Linked DNA regions of Pan troglodytes: region 1 is linked to region 2. A link is a contact called in public Hi-C data. All regions are on one chromosome and are shown on one strand. The core of a region is the stretch at or near the end of the contact, and the rest is flanking DNA. Distances in the headings are between cores, read along the strand shown.

Region 1 (6,282 bases), core at 69-2,568, 280 kb before region 2:
TTTCTTCCTTCCAGCCCTTCCTCCCTCCTTCTCTCTCTCTCTTTTCATTCCTTCCTCTGTTCATTTGTTTGTTCCTTTCTTCCTTCTCCTCTTTCCTCTGGGGACAAGAGCTCTTGGCTTAGAGGAACGGACAGACCTCCCTGCATGACAGCCATAGGCCCTCTCTTCTAATCGCGATCTGTCTCTCCTAGGAGCCCTGGGCATCTGCCTCCACTGCGGCTGTAATTGGAAAGAAAGAAGGTGTTCATTTCTCTATTTCTCTGCTCCAGCTGCTGATCCTCAGTTTCCCCCTAGAGCTGTGTGAGCCCCCTTTGCCAAGTGACCTCTTCACATTACTTCTGGAATCCTGTTTTGGACAGAACAGGTGCCTGTCTGACTAGTACTGTCGTACCTTCCAGCCCCAGCTCAGCATTTCTTGCCACTTCTGTACCTTGGTCTCACACTCCTTCTCCTGGGCCGATGGCCACCTGCTTTTTAAATAAATCTTTTGTATTATTCTAGTCCTTGGTGATTCTCCTGTCTCTCATTCATTCCCTTTACTCTCCATCTTGAGTTTCCTCTCTTTGTGTTGCACATCTTGTATTCCTAGAGAGGAAATCTAATAAGCTGAAGAGAAAAGGCAGTCACCTTTAAGACTGTAAAGTAGGTTTTAAATCCTACGTTTTAAATTTTAAACCAGGTTGTAAATCCTGGCCCTGCCATTGTTGAGCATTGTGAACTTGGGTTATTTGACTTCTCTGTGCCTGGCTTTTTTCATCTGTGAAATGGGGATAAAAGTACCAACCTCGCAGGACTGACATGGTGATTGCCAATTCATCTGTGTTGGTGCTTGACATTTAGTAGGAGCTATGTAAATGGACACTATTAGTAAATCTGAAACTGCAGTTCAAGAAAGTCTTTTTCTCCCTTTTTGAGAACTATTTTTTCACTGGACTCCTGGAACAAGAAAAAGACCTCAGCCTTCAGGGTGAGGACTCTGGAGGGCCTGTCTGAAGAGAGAGGAGTGTCTGTTCCCCGCCTTCCCAGCCCTGGACGGGCTCTGGTGCCAAGGCCTCCCTGCCTGCTGCGGCCCTGCTTGCTATTGCAGCTGCAGGTGGGCAGAGCGGCTGGCTTTGGGCGTGGAAAGGCGAAGGCCGTTCCGGCCAGCTCCAGGACTCAGCATTTTCCACTACTCCTCGCTCTGTTTGTTTTGCTCTTCGGGCTGCCCCCGCTGAGCGGGGACTTCTGAATGATGTCCAACAGCAACGCCGGGTCTGCCCGAAGTCCTCGCCCACTCTGGAGCTCCCAGCGCCTCGCGTCTCCTCCCGTTGGCAGGCGCAGGGAAGGGGGCCCGGCCGGCCCATGCAGAGAGCTCTTGCACAAAGTACCATTGTATGGGGCTGGTCTGTGGGAGACAAATGAAAGGGATTTCAAAATCAACAGCAAGTTATTTTTATCCGTGAAAAGGCTGAAATGCCTTTCTTTTCCATCTTGGAAAACAAACCTTAAGGGATCATTGTGCCGCAGAGTGTTTTCATTTACTCTGGTATTTGAGCATTTAGGAGAGAGGCTTCTGAAAGACCTGGGCTCAGAAATAAAGAAATCCAGAAAACTGGGCTGCCGCCGCCGACGCACCCCTCCCCTGGGCAAGAGTCCACCGGGGATGGCCCAGAAGGCCGCGCTCATGTGGCCCCATGCTTTCGTGCTTTTCTCTTGCCCTCCAGAGTGGGCACCTCCTTCCATCCACCCCACCCACCGGCTCCCCCGTTCCCTGGCCCACTTTTCTCATCCAAACTCTTAGCCTTCTGCATCTGAGTGGGGTCCAATTCAGGAATATGTGACCCCTTCCTGTAAGGCAGGAGTCTCCAAGGCGGGGACTGCCCGCTCCAGGAATTGCGCAGAATAGAACACGAGATAAGGGAAGAAACCATTAGCGCTTCTATTCATAGGTACTTTCAATCTAAAAATGGGAACTACTTTTCTATGTACTAATATTGAATGTATATATGGACCCCGGTACCCTCAGACTCCCACGAGTCATTTGCATCCGTGCGAAGCACTGTGAGGAAAGTGAAATTCTGCAAGGTGGGTGGGGGAGGTCCTACTGGTGCCCTGATTTCTCTTTTAGCATATTATGGTGGTTTTTTTTTTTTGAGACATATATGTATACTTCAAGTTCTGTGATACATGTGCAGAACGTGCAGGTTTGTTACATAGGTATACAGGTGCCATGGTGGTTTGCTGCACCCATCAGCCCATCATCTACATTAGATGTTTCTCCTAATGCTAGCCCTCCCCTAGCCCACCACCCCCTGATAGGCCCCGGTGTGTAATGTTCCCCTCCTGTGCCCATGTGTTCTCATTGTTCAACTCCCACCTATGAGTGAGAACATGTGGTGTTTGGTTTTCTGTTCTTGTGTTAGTTTGCTGAGAATGATGGTTTCCAGCTTCATCCATGTCCCTGCAAAGGACATGAACTCATCCCTTTATATGGGTGCATAGTATTCCATGGTCTTGCATAAACACAGTGAGTCGATTTACAAACCATATTATCCCATTTTAACCGAATCACTTTTACAAAATGGAAAAGTGTCTTAAAACTTCTTCTGTAAGGAAACCGGAGATTGTTGACAGCAGGAGCAATTCATGCCCAAGAAGGTAAGAAGAATGCCATATCATTTCTTCTACTCCTGGAACAAATTATTTGCCAGCCATGTATTGAAGCTAAAACAAAAGCAATTTAATTAGATTTCACAAGATCTGGCCAAAAAGTTTTCCAAGTCATGAAGACTACATTAAACATGGATATATATTTATTGTCATTAATGATGATTAGTGCTCTAGGGTATTATATTACCAGGCAATGCTAACAGATATTAGCTAGTGCGTGGAGTTTATAAATAAATAAATATGTCTGTATTGAAGGTGGTTCTTAAAAATGTTTACTGATGGGAGTATAGGGTCAGAAAAGTTTTGAGATGACTGCTGTAAAGGAATATTTGCTGAGGGCCAGCAAGATTTCTGCTGGTGGTGGGAAAAGCCCAACGTTTGCAACCGATAAAAATCAGTGTTTAAATTCTGACTCTACCACTCAAGTTTACACACTCAGTTTACTATGTGACTTTGTGAATACAGGTAACTTCTCTGAGCCTCAGTTTCCTCAAAATAACAATAGTGACACTTACCCCACTGATCTATTGTGAGGATCAGTGAAATACTTTCTATTGAGGGTCTAGGGTAGAACTTGACATATAGTAAGCAATGTTCAAGAAGTGTTTGACTTCTCCACTCTCCCCTTGCTTCTGCTGGGAAGCTAGGGAAGAGCTGTGGGCTCAAGATGGAGCCCATTCTTGGCAAAAGCCTGCTGGTGGGCCCAGGGAGCTTCCCTCATGACTGAGAAGGTCAGCCTGGATTTTCTAACACATCAGTAATGGCCTGTTCTTGGCTCTAAGAGGAGAGGACTGTGTGTGTATGTGTTTAAAACCACTTTGGGTAGGCCTTCCTGGTGGCTTCCTAACCAGTATGAAACAAACGGTTATATGTTGGTTTCAGTCCAGTTCCCAGCAGACAATCTTTTTTCAGAAAAGGGTATGTGTCAGAAGGTATCACACAACAGGGCCACAATTGGCAGGAAGTAGCCCCCCATTATGCAGCTAAGCCAAAGTTCTCAGAAGTGAATGAGCCATGGAAAATTAGAACCCCCCACTGAGCCTGGAGCTTGGTCTCTGCCAGAACATTTGGACAGCCAAGCTATGCTATAAAGAAGGAAAAAAGCAGTGTGTATGTATCAGAGGGATGGGGTTCAGTTCTCCTAGTTCCTTTCCCAGGCTCCCATTTTGCACACAAGGATACAAGAAGGATGCTGAAGACATCCTAGCGTGAGAGCCTCAAGCTTCCTCTCTACCAACTCTGATCCATATTGCTGCTCAAACTGGGATTCATATTCTCTGGACAAAGCCACATGCCGGCTCTGAGAGAGCACTGACCAGCTTGTATATATGGAGGTCATTACGTGTCAGACTCCCCATTCTCAGCAGTGCTTCAGTCTCCAGCCTTAATCCTAGATCCACTACCCCCTTGCAGTTGGTCCTGGGAGAGATTTTTGGGAGTCAGAGACTCCATTCCAAGCTGAAAGAACTTGATCAATGAGCGTTTCCTTCACAGTTGTAAACTGGGAGATGAAGGAAAACAAATGAAGCTGTTAAAGGCCAGGGCTCAGAGTACATTTTCGAAATGGAAAGAGACTATATATAAAGAAATAGCAAAGGAAGAGTGAGCTGGTCTGACCGCAGGGTCTTACCTGAACACAATTCACAGGGAAATCTGCTGTGGCCCATTGCTCCCCGAGCAACCTCATGGGTGTGCTCTCCCACAGCCCATTCCAAACAGGTGACCAACCTGTGAGTCAGGCTTGCCTGGGCTGGAGGCAGCTGATACAGGGAATTCACCATTTCCATTCCCGTAACCTGAAAGCGTTGAACTTTGGTCTCTGAGGTTTCACTCCGACAGGGGACAAAACAACCCTTGTTTTTATAACTTGCCTACAGGTTATAAAGAAGGAACACTTTTCTTCCCTCTCCCACCAGCTGCCATACTTGGTCTTAGGTTTTTTTTTTTTTTTTTTCCTCTGAGCCACCCACCTCTTTCCTTGTCTCAGGTCAGACTTTCTTGGGTTTCAGATAAATTGTGCTTGATTTGTGACTCTGACATTTGGATAATTCACTTTCCCATTTTAACAGTTAACTCCCAGAGTCCAATGTGCCAATTCCTATGCTCGTAGACAGTAATGTATTTCTGGGATTCTTCTATCCTACCAAGCATTCTTTACTCTCTGAATTTCAGAAATCCGTCTTGAGGGCTTAATTCTCTTAGAGTCAAAATACCGACTTCAGAAGCAGGCAGACCTAAGATCAAGTTGAGGGTCCTTGAACACATAACTATAAGTCTGAATCACTGTTTTCTCTTTTGCAAATGGGATAATACCTACTTGATAGAATTGTTATATTGTTTAAATAGAATCATGTAATAAAGTGACTTTTAAAGGACCTGATACATGGCAAATACCCCAAAAATATTTGTTTCCTCTCCTTTATCCATTCTACAAGGTAGAGAGTCCCCCTTAAATTGTTTCATTAAATATTAGTTTTATGTATTTTTAAAAGGTTATATATATTGAAAATTTAGATAACATGAAAATATTCAGAAGCCAATTAGAAAACTACCTGATATTCTTCACTATTGAAATTTTAGTATAAATCTTTTCAGCATTTAATTATGTACATATATATTTGATACCAAACCTGATTTTTATAGAGGTAAAATTGATATACAGTGATATGCACAGATTTTGAGCAGTTTGATGAATTTTAATAGGTACATTTGTGTAAGCAATACCCCAGAAAATTCCAATATCCACACCCTACCGTCAATCACTATTCTGATTTCTATTGGCATAGTTTTGCCTGTTCTTGAACTTTATAATTTATGGGCATTGGGTATAGTACTGAAAGGTTTTGCCTCAAAAGTAAAGCAAAATTAGCCCGAGAGTAAATGCTGTTCTGTTCCTGCCAAATAAAGCTTAAAGGCAAGACTCGAAAGGGTCAAACTATTTCCAAGTAACTTAACTCAAGAGTATTTTTAGGAATACAAAAATATCCACCCAGTCCACAATGTCTGGCATCCAATAAAGAATTACCAGGCATACTAAGAAGCAGGAAAATATGACCCATAATGAAGAAAAAAATCAGCCAGTTGAAAATTTCCAAGAAATGACACAGACGATAGAATTAGTACACAAGGACATTAAAAGAGAGTAACAATTTCACATGTTGAAGAAGCTAGAGAAAAGACCAAACATGCCAAATGCGATACAAAAGACCTAAGTCAAAATTCTGCAGTTGAGAGCTATATAACATATGACATGAAAGATACATTGGGTGGGATTAATGGCAGATTCAACACTGTGAAGTCCCAGCATAGAAACGACCCATAATAAAGCACATATAAAATAAAGAGTGCAAAGAAAAATGAGCAGAGTGCCAGTGAGCTGTGGGACAGCTTTAAGTCTCTGAATAAACATCCAGTTGGAGTCCCCAGAGAGGCAGGGTGTGTGATAGAAAAAAAAAAAATGGAAGCATTATTAATGGCTGAAACTATTCAGAATTTGATTGAAACTATAAACTCACTGATCTAAGAAGCCCCACAAACCCCAAGCACAAGAAACATGAAAAAAAATATGCTAAGTACATCAAGTTGCTTAAAGCCAGTGATAAAAAAGAACTCTTAAAAGAACTCTTAAATGTC
Region 2 (6,798 bases), core at 4,064-6,563:
TCCTTTATCTTTAGTAAAACTCTGGCCTCTTTCTCTTGCCTACCCCCTCCTCTGTGGACTGTAAAAATGTGAAAGATTTATCTCCAGAAGCACATTCGAGTTCACTTATAAGTTTCTCTATAAGTTCACTTCCCATGAAAGTTAAAGACAGCAAGGAGGAGAAATAGAGAATACTAAGTACCTTTTACAGTCCCCTCTCTCCACTCTCCCTCTCTCCACCTCCCCAAAATCCAGCTCATCTGATTTCTATTATGCCCATATAAATGTCTCCTAAGCCTTGGGCATTTGGGGACATTGCCAACTCCACAGCTACTTCATGGTTTCACTTTCCCCTTGCTCCTGTAACTCTGGCCCAAAGCACCAACTAAGCTCTGACCTTGACTGTTGAAGACAGCATGAGCATCAAACACTTACATGTGTGTTTTATTCAATAATACTTTTAAGCCACTGTCTTCCTCCAGCAACATGACACCTGCCAACCCAGGAAATCAAATCCCTTAAGAAAGATCAGTAAACAAATCTTCCTGGAAACCTACATTGGAGGTGAGACAATCAAATGCAACGATGTAAGTAATTATCCAAGGCCATTGCAAGGAGAATCAGGTGCTCCTGTCTCCCACTATGCAACACAAGGCCTAGTTCTCTAGTTACAGAGCACAATGTTGCTGTAATAGCCTAATTGATTTATAATGTTTTTCTCTATATTGCAGCATGTGTGCAATTAGTTACTGAAAAGGAAACACAGCTCAGCTCAGTTGCTGCATCTGCTGCTAGTCAGGGACATACAATTTCATGCCCTATTTTCCAGATGGCTTGATTAACATTCAGAGGAATCTAGTGGCTTGGCCAGAGCTGCAAAAGAAGCAGGGGAAGCTCAGGTATAATTGGACCTGGGAGAACCACCTCAGATAGAAAGAAAGCAAAATCTCGAAATGCAAGCCAAACATGCAATACTGTGAGAAGGAGTAAAAGATGGGGAGTGGCTCTTTTTCCTCCATTTATTCATATATCAGTTCATTTATATAACAAATATTCAATGAGTATTTCATAAGCACCAGTTTTCTGTTAATTTCACAGTGGTAAGCCAACAAATATGTTCCATGCTTTAGGGAGTCCACAGTAAGTGGGGGAAGCACATATTAAATAGAGAGCCACACATATAAAAATATGAGTGTGGGGCTGAGCATGGTGGGACATGCCTGTAATCCTGGCACCATAGGAGGCCGAGGCTGATGGATCACTTGAGGTTAGGAGTTCAAGACCAGCCTGGCCAATATGGTGAAATCCCAACTCTACTAAAAATACAAAAATTAGGCAGGAGTGGTGGTGCATATCTGTAATCCCAGCTACTCGAGAGGCTGAGGCAGAAGAATCACTTGAACCCAGAAGGAACAGGTTGTAGTGAGCTGAGATCATGCTACTGCACTCCAGCCTGGCCAACAGAGGCAGACTCTGTCTCAAAAAAATATATATATATATATGTGTATGAGTCTGGGAATGATATCTGTTAAGAGGAAAGTATAGTACAGGCAGAGAAGTACAGGTTTCCCTGAGGAAGAACTGTTAAATATGAGACCTGAAGAAGGGGTAGAGATGATCTCCAGAGAGGAGGAAAGGAATTTCAGAAAGAGTCCATAGCAGATTAGAGAATAGATCTTGGTGAATGTCAGTAATTTTAGAAAGGCCGGTGTGTCTACAGCCTGACGAGAGGGAGGAGGTGGTATAGGGTGAGTCTGCAAATGTCAATTAAGTGCGGGGTAAATGGAGGCTTTGGGATTTCTATTAAGAATGTTATATCTTTAAGTATGCAAGGAAGCCACTAAATTAGACATTTTAAGTAGAAGAGAAAACATGATTTAAATATTTAAACATTTGTTTTAATTACTTCTTGGAAAACAGGGGCAAGATGGGAGTTTCATGAGTGGAAGCAAAGATAGCCTTTGGGAGCCCGGTGAGTACTGGCTGTGGCTTGGGTTTGGACGATGAAGTGGAAGCAAAGATAGCCTTTGGGAGCCCGGTGAGTACTGGCTGTGGCTTGGGTTTGGATGATGAAGTGGAAGCAAAGATAGCCTTTGGGAGCCAGGTGAGTACTGGCTGTGGCTTGGGTTTGGATGATGATGGTAGAAACAAAATGAAATTGATGATTTAGAGAGCTATCTAGGATGCAAAAGTCAGTAGGATTTGGTAGTAGATTGAAAGTGAAGACAGAGACGAAAATGGCAAGAAGAATGACGTGTTTTCTTTCTTGAGCAACAGAGTATGTGAACACATGGATCCTTCTCAGAGAGATGGAATTTAAAACAAGAGTGTGGAGTCAAATGTTTTGAGAGAAAGCATAGAAAGAGGAAAAGGGGGCTCCAAACTGAGGCTTGAGGAATTCCAACTGAAGAGGTCAAATTGGTGGAGGACATGATAGGGAAAAAGAACTATATTTGGAGAAATGAAAATAAACCAGGAGAATGGAAAGAACCCTATCCAACGCAATGCAGTTGTCAGGTACCATGAGAATTGAAAGATGTCTGTTGGGCTCAGGAGTGTGGAGGTCCTCATGACTACTATAGAGGAGCAGTTTGCCTGGCTGCATGGCATGTTTTGAAGTCCCAAACTCATTACCAGACTGACCCCTGAGAAGCGCTGTGGAAAGCACCAGTGTCTGAAGAGGTTTTTCTCTGTTAGTGCTGAAGGATATAATTGGATAGTTGAATGAGTGGGTGAATAGAGACTTTGCCTGCATCTCCAAACTTGTTTCTTATTTCTTAGTTGTGGCCATTTCTTTCTGGGAGAGGAAGGCATGGGGAAATGGTGAAAAGGGAGTAATTGTCACACGTATCTACTAAAACAATTGACTCCACCCTCTTGTTTTAAATTCCATCTCTCCGAGAAGGATCCATGTGTTCACATACTCTGTTGCTCAAACAAGAAAACAGGTCATTCTCCTTACCATTTTCTTCTCCCTCTTCACTTTCAATCTACTATCAAATCCTCCTGACTTTTACCTCCTAGATATCTCTCTAAATTATCAATTTAGATTCCTAAATTAATCAATTCCTAAATCCTCTGGCTGGCCAGATTATAACATGGTAAGAATGAAGGAACTAAACAGATCTGGGTTTGTGAGTGGTGAGTTGTGGCCATTTCTTCCTGGGAGAGGAAGGCATGTGGAAATGGTGAAAAGGGAGCAATTGTTACATGTATCTACTAATTAAGACGTCACATCGATCAGGTAACCCGTATTTATCCTCCACCTAGATCAGTCATTCCCAAGCCTGGCTGATCATCAGAATGACCTATGGAACTTTTACAAAGGACACACTTCCAAGTTACACCCCAAAACATCCTAATTCAGCAAGTGTATGCTGGATCTGGGCGTTCAAGTTCTACCTGGTCTGCAGTTGAGTCTGATGATCATTCAGTCAGTGAACTGCTGCTTTAATTACTCTTGGTTTTAATTTCTACCCAAAACTCCCTGAAAATTCCAACGAAGAGCTCAGTAACCCTGTTCTTTCTTTTCCTCATTATTTTGCAAAATATAGAACACAAGGGGAACATACTTTTGATTTATTAATGATGCCAAGAAATATCAAACAGTTTATTGTTTCTATTATTAGAGGAAACCAGACCTGAAAAATAAGTGTAGCATAATCATTTACATACACAAGGCCCTTGAATGGTAAAGCTTCTCATGAATATCCTGGGATGAATGCTGGGAGGCTATTACCATCATCAATTCCATTTTTCAGATGAAGAAACCTAATTACCTCTTAAAGACCCCACCTCTTGAAACCATCACATAGGCAACACCTGAATTTTGGAGGGGACACACTGAAACCATAGCAGGGGGCAATATAAAGGAAGAGCCCAGCTTGAGAGGAGCACTTGGAAACTGTTTCCTGGGCCTTAAAGGAAATCCATCCAGGCTGGCGTTTGTTGAGTGCTGCTACTGCTGTTGTGACTGTTTATTTGTTGCTATTGTTATTGCCTATTTTGTGCCAGTCATCCTACATATTTTACACCTCAGTGCTGAGGACAGCAAGCAGCTCCCCATGTTACCAGGTAGGCTTTCCAGATAAAACACAAGGTGCCAGTTAAATTTGAACTTAAGATAAACTATGAGTAATGTTTAAGTATAAGGGTATCTCATGCAATACACAAGACATTTATATTAAAACATTACTTGTTGTTTATCTGAAATTCAAATTTAACTGGGTGCTTTGTATTGCTAAATCCAGCGGCTTTGTCCCTAAGACAAAGTTGGGAATTCTTAAAGAAAGAAAATCAATTTTATTTTTGGAAGCCTCCGATTCCAGCCTATTGTCTTCCTCTGTACACTTTTCCCTGTGCTTGCCACTAAGCTATGTCCAAAGTACAGCTTTAGGATCTCTGGAGCCTCTTCATCCACATAGAGCAGGACAAGTCAATAAAGAGGCAGCATTGGGGGAGCATGAACTTGACCCATTCAAAGTTAATGGTAACACCTTGGTGAGGAAAACAAATGTTAGGGAATGAAACAAAGGTACTTCCTGTAAGGACCACCATTATCACTAACTGAGGGAATTTGAGAGTGCTTCACTTCAAACGGATCTGAGGTATGGAAACCTGAGTTTATACAAATCCAGGGGTGCTTTCGTTTTACTAATTACAAAGGGATCCCTGGCCTTATAAAAAGATTTAAAAGATGTTTGGAACATAGTTTGACTTTTTCTATTCAAAAATCGTTCAATACAGCTGTTATATACAATAATGCACTCATTTATACTTTAATAAAATATAGATTTGCTGTTGTATGGGTTAGAGTCGCCAGACTTAGCAAATAAAAACACAGAATGCCCAGTCACATTTGAATTGCACACAAACAACAAGTATTTTTCAGTATGAGCATGTCCTGTGCTTATACTAAAAAATGAGTTGTTGATCTGCAATTCAAATGTATCTGTGCATCCAGTAGTTTACATGGCAATGCTGTATGGATACAGTCTCATATTCCTGATTTTGAAGGCAAAGGAAGATGGAAAAAGGGTTTGGGAAAGGAATAGATAAGAATTAGGTCAGTATGTAATGCACTGAATTTTATCATAGGACCTGCTGGGCTCAGTAGATGTAGCAATTAGGTGCTTTTGGCAATGAGATTTGAAGTCTCCCTTGGAGGTTGGTAGACTTATATTACTATGAAGCCATGAGCCACTCTAGGTTTTGTGACCTAGCCACCCCCTGTGACAAAACAGATATTTGCAAAAACAGCTGGGGGACACCTTCCGCACAAGGTCGGATGCACATTCCTCTTCCTGCTGAGCCTGGTCACCAGAGATCGCCCCTCACAGGATTTCCATAAGAGGGCCAGGCAGTTCAGAAAGGAATCTCTTCCAAAGCGCCATCTGTTGCAATGTCAGCGGCTTCATGTGTCATTCACAGGAGCTAACACATTCAAATTAAAGTGGGCAAAAGAATTTGTGAGCCGCGGCTTCTGAATTTCCTGGATTTTTTCAATTATCTCTTTCATTTCTACATCAAGGTTTTGCCATTCTTTGAAAATGTGATCATCAGAGTTTTCAAATAACTAAAATTGCTCAAAAATGCAACGACCTGCCTCAGAAAGGAGTGAGTTTCTTGTGTTTGGGAGAGTGAGTGAATATTTAGTGGGCATGTTAGGCAGCTGATACAATCTCTTTTGGTGTGTAGACTCGACGACATGATTTTTCAGGTCTTGAAAACTGTTTGGCACAGCACAGACTCTAGGATCATATATAGTTGAATTAAAATCCATGGCTTTGTCTTTTATTAATTAATTTTGAACAAATCACTAAATTTTTCTAACCTGCTTTTTTTTTTTTTTTTTTTTTTTGGACAGAGTCTCGCTCTGTCCCCCAGGCTAGAGTGCAGTGGCAGTGGTGCGATCTCAGCTCACTGCTACCTCTGCCTCCTGGGTTCAAGCAATTCTCCTGCCTCAGCCTCCCAAGTAGCTGGGACTGTAGGTGCCCGCCACCACGCCCGGCTAACTTTTTGTATTTTTAGTAGAGACAGGGTTTTACCATGTTAGCCAGGATGGTCTTGATCTCCTGACCTCATGATCCGCCCGCCTCGGCCTCCCAAAGTGCTGGGATTACAGGTGTGAGCCACTGTGCCCGGCCTATTTCTTTATTTGTAAATTAGGGACAAACCCAATGGATTGTTAATATGCAAAGATAATACATCTTTTAAAGATTTGAAAAGATTTGTAAAGTACATGGCATCATTACAGACACAAAAACCCAGAGTGAAATAAATGTAAGTAATCATCTGGGTCCATTCAAATTCTGAGGTTATATATTTTAATGAACTTCAACCAGAAAAACCCTACTATGGTGATTTAAAGAGACCAGAAATTTGGGCTTATAGAACTTGTCTTAGCTTAATAGCATAAGATCCCATCACGCTGATGATCAAGAAGGTATCACAGGTCTCTTATTTGGTGTATTTTTTTAGGGGTGGCTCAAGGAGAATGAACTTGGGATGTACGTTTCTCACTTTGGCCCCTGGCGCAATATGATGTACATATTCGGTGCTCAGAGAATAAGGTTTGCTGGAGAATGTGATCTCCTTTGCCATAAATGCAAGCAGGAGCTTTGATGTTTATTCCACGAAACTCCTGGCTGGAAAGAAACTCAGTCACATAGACACAATGGGGCTTTTCTACATTTCAGTTTCTCTGCAGACCTTTTAAAATGTTGGGAGCTTAGCTGTGGTCAAAGAATGCCCACTTATGTTTCTAACAGTGCTGAACAATGAGATCTCTCTTTGTAAAAGGTGCGTTCTCCAACACCC

The links. Hi-C and Micro-C count contacts between places; a contact is called where the count stands out from the background.
Region 1: a Hi-C map of stem cell-derived neural progenitor cells shows a contact between it and region 2, with 2.4 times the contacts expected there. The contact joins two enhancer-like sites. A contact is called at or near these places in 2 of 7 Hi-C or Micro-C datasets (blood and stem cell-derived neural progenitor cells).

What each region holds. Positions count from the first base shown.
Region 1 is chr9:130,380,502-130,386,783 of NHGRI_mPanTro3-v2.0_pri, reverse strand. It overlaps LOC107967248 (a long non-coding RNA gene), which reads right to left. Exons shown (of 3, transcript XR_008538175.2): 3 at 1-1,384. Among named protein-coding and RNA genes, the nearest start is that of ETS1, 140 kb to the left of the region's middle. Within about 2 kb of position 1,318, at least 10 of the 24 cell types and tissues checked have an H3K27ac peak or open chromatin away from gene starts, as enhancers often do. A contact at or near this core is called in stem cell-derived neural progenitor cells, where this site is marked.
Region 2 is chr9:130,107,141-130,113,938 of NHGRI_mPanTro3-v2.0_pri, reverse strand. No RefSeq gene overlaps it. Among named protein-coding and RNA genes, the nearest start is that of ETS1, 410 kb to the left of the region's middle. Within about 2 kb of position 5,313, at least 4 of the 24 cell types and tissues checked have an H3K27ac peak or open chromatin away from gene starts, as enhancers often do. A contact at or near this core is called in stem cell-derived neural progenitor cells, where this site is marked.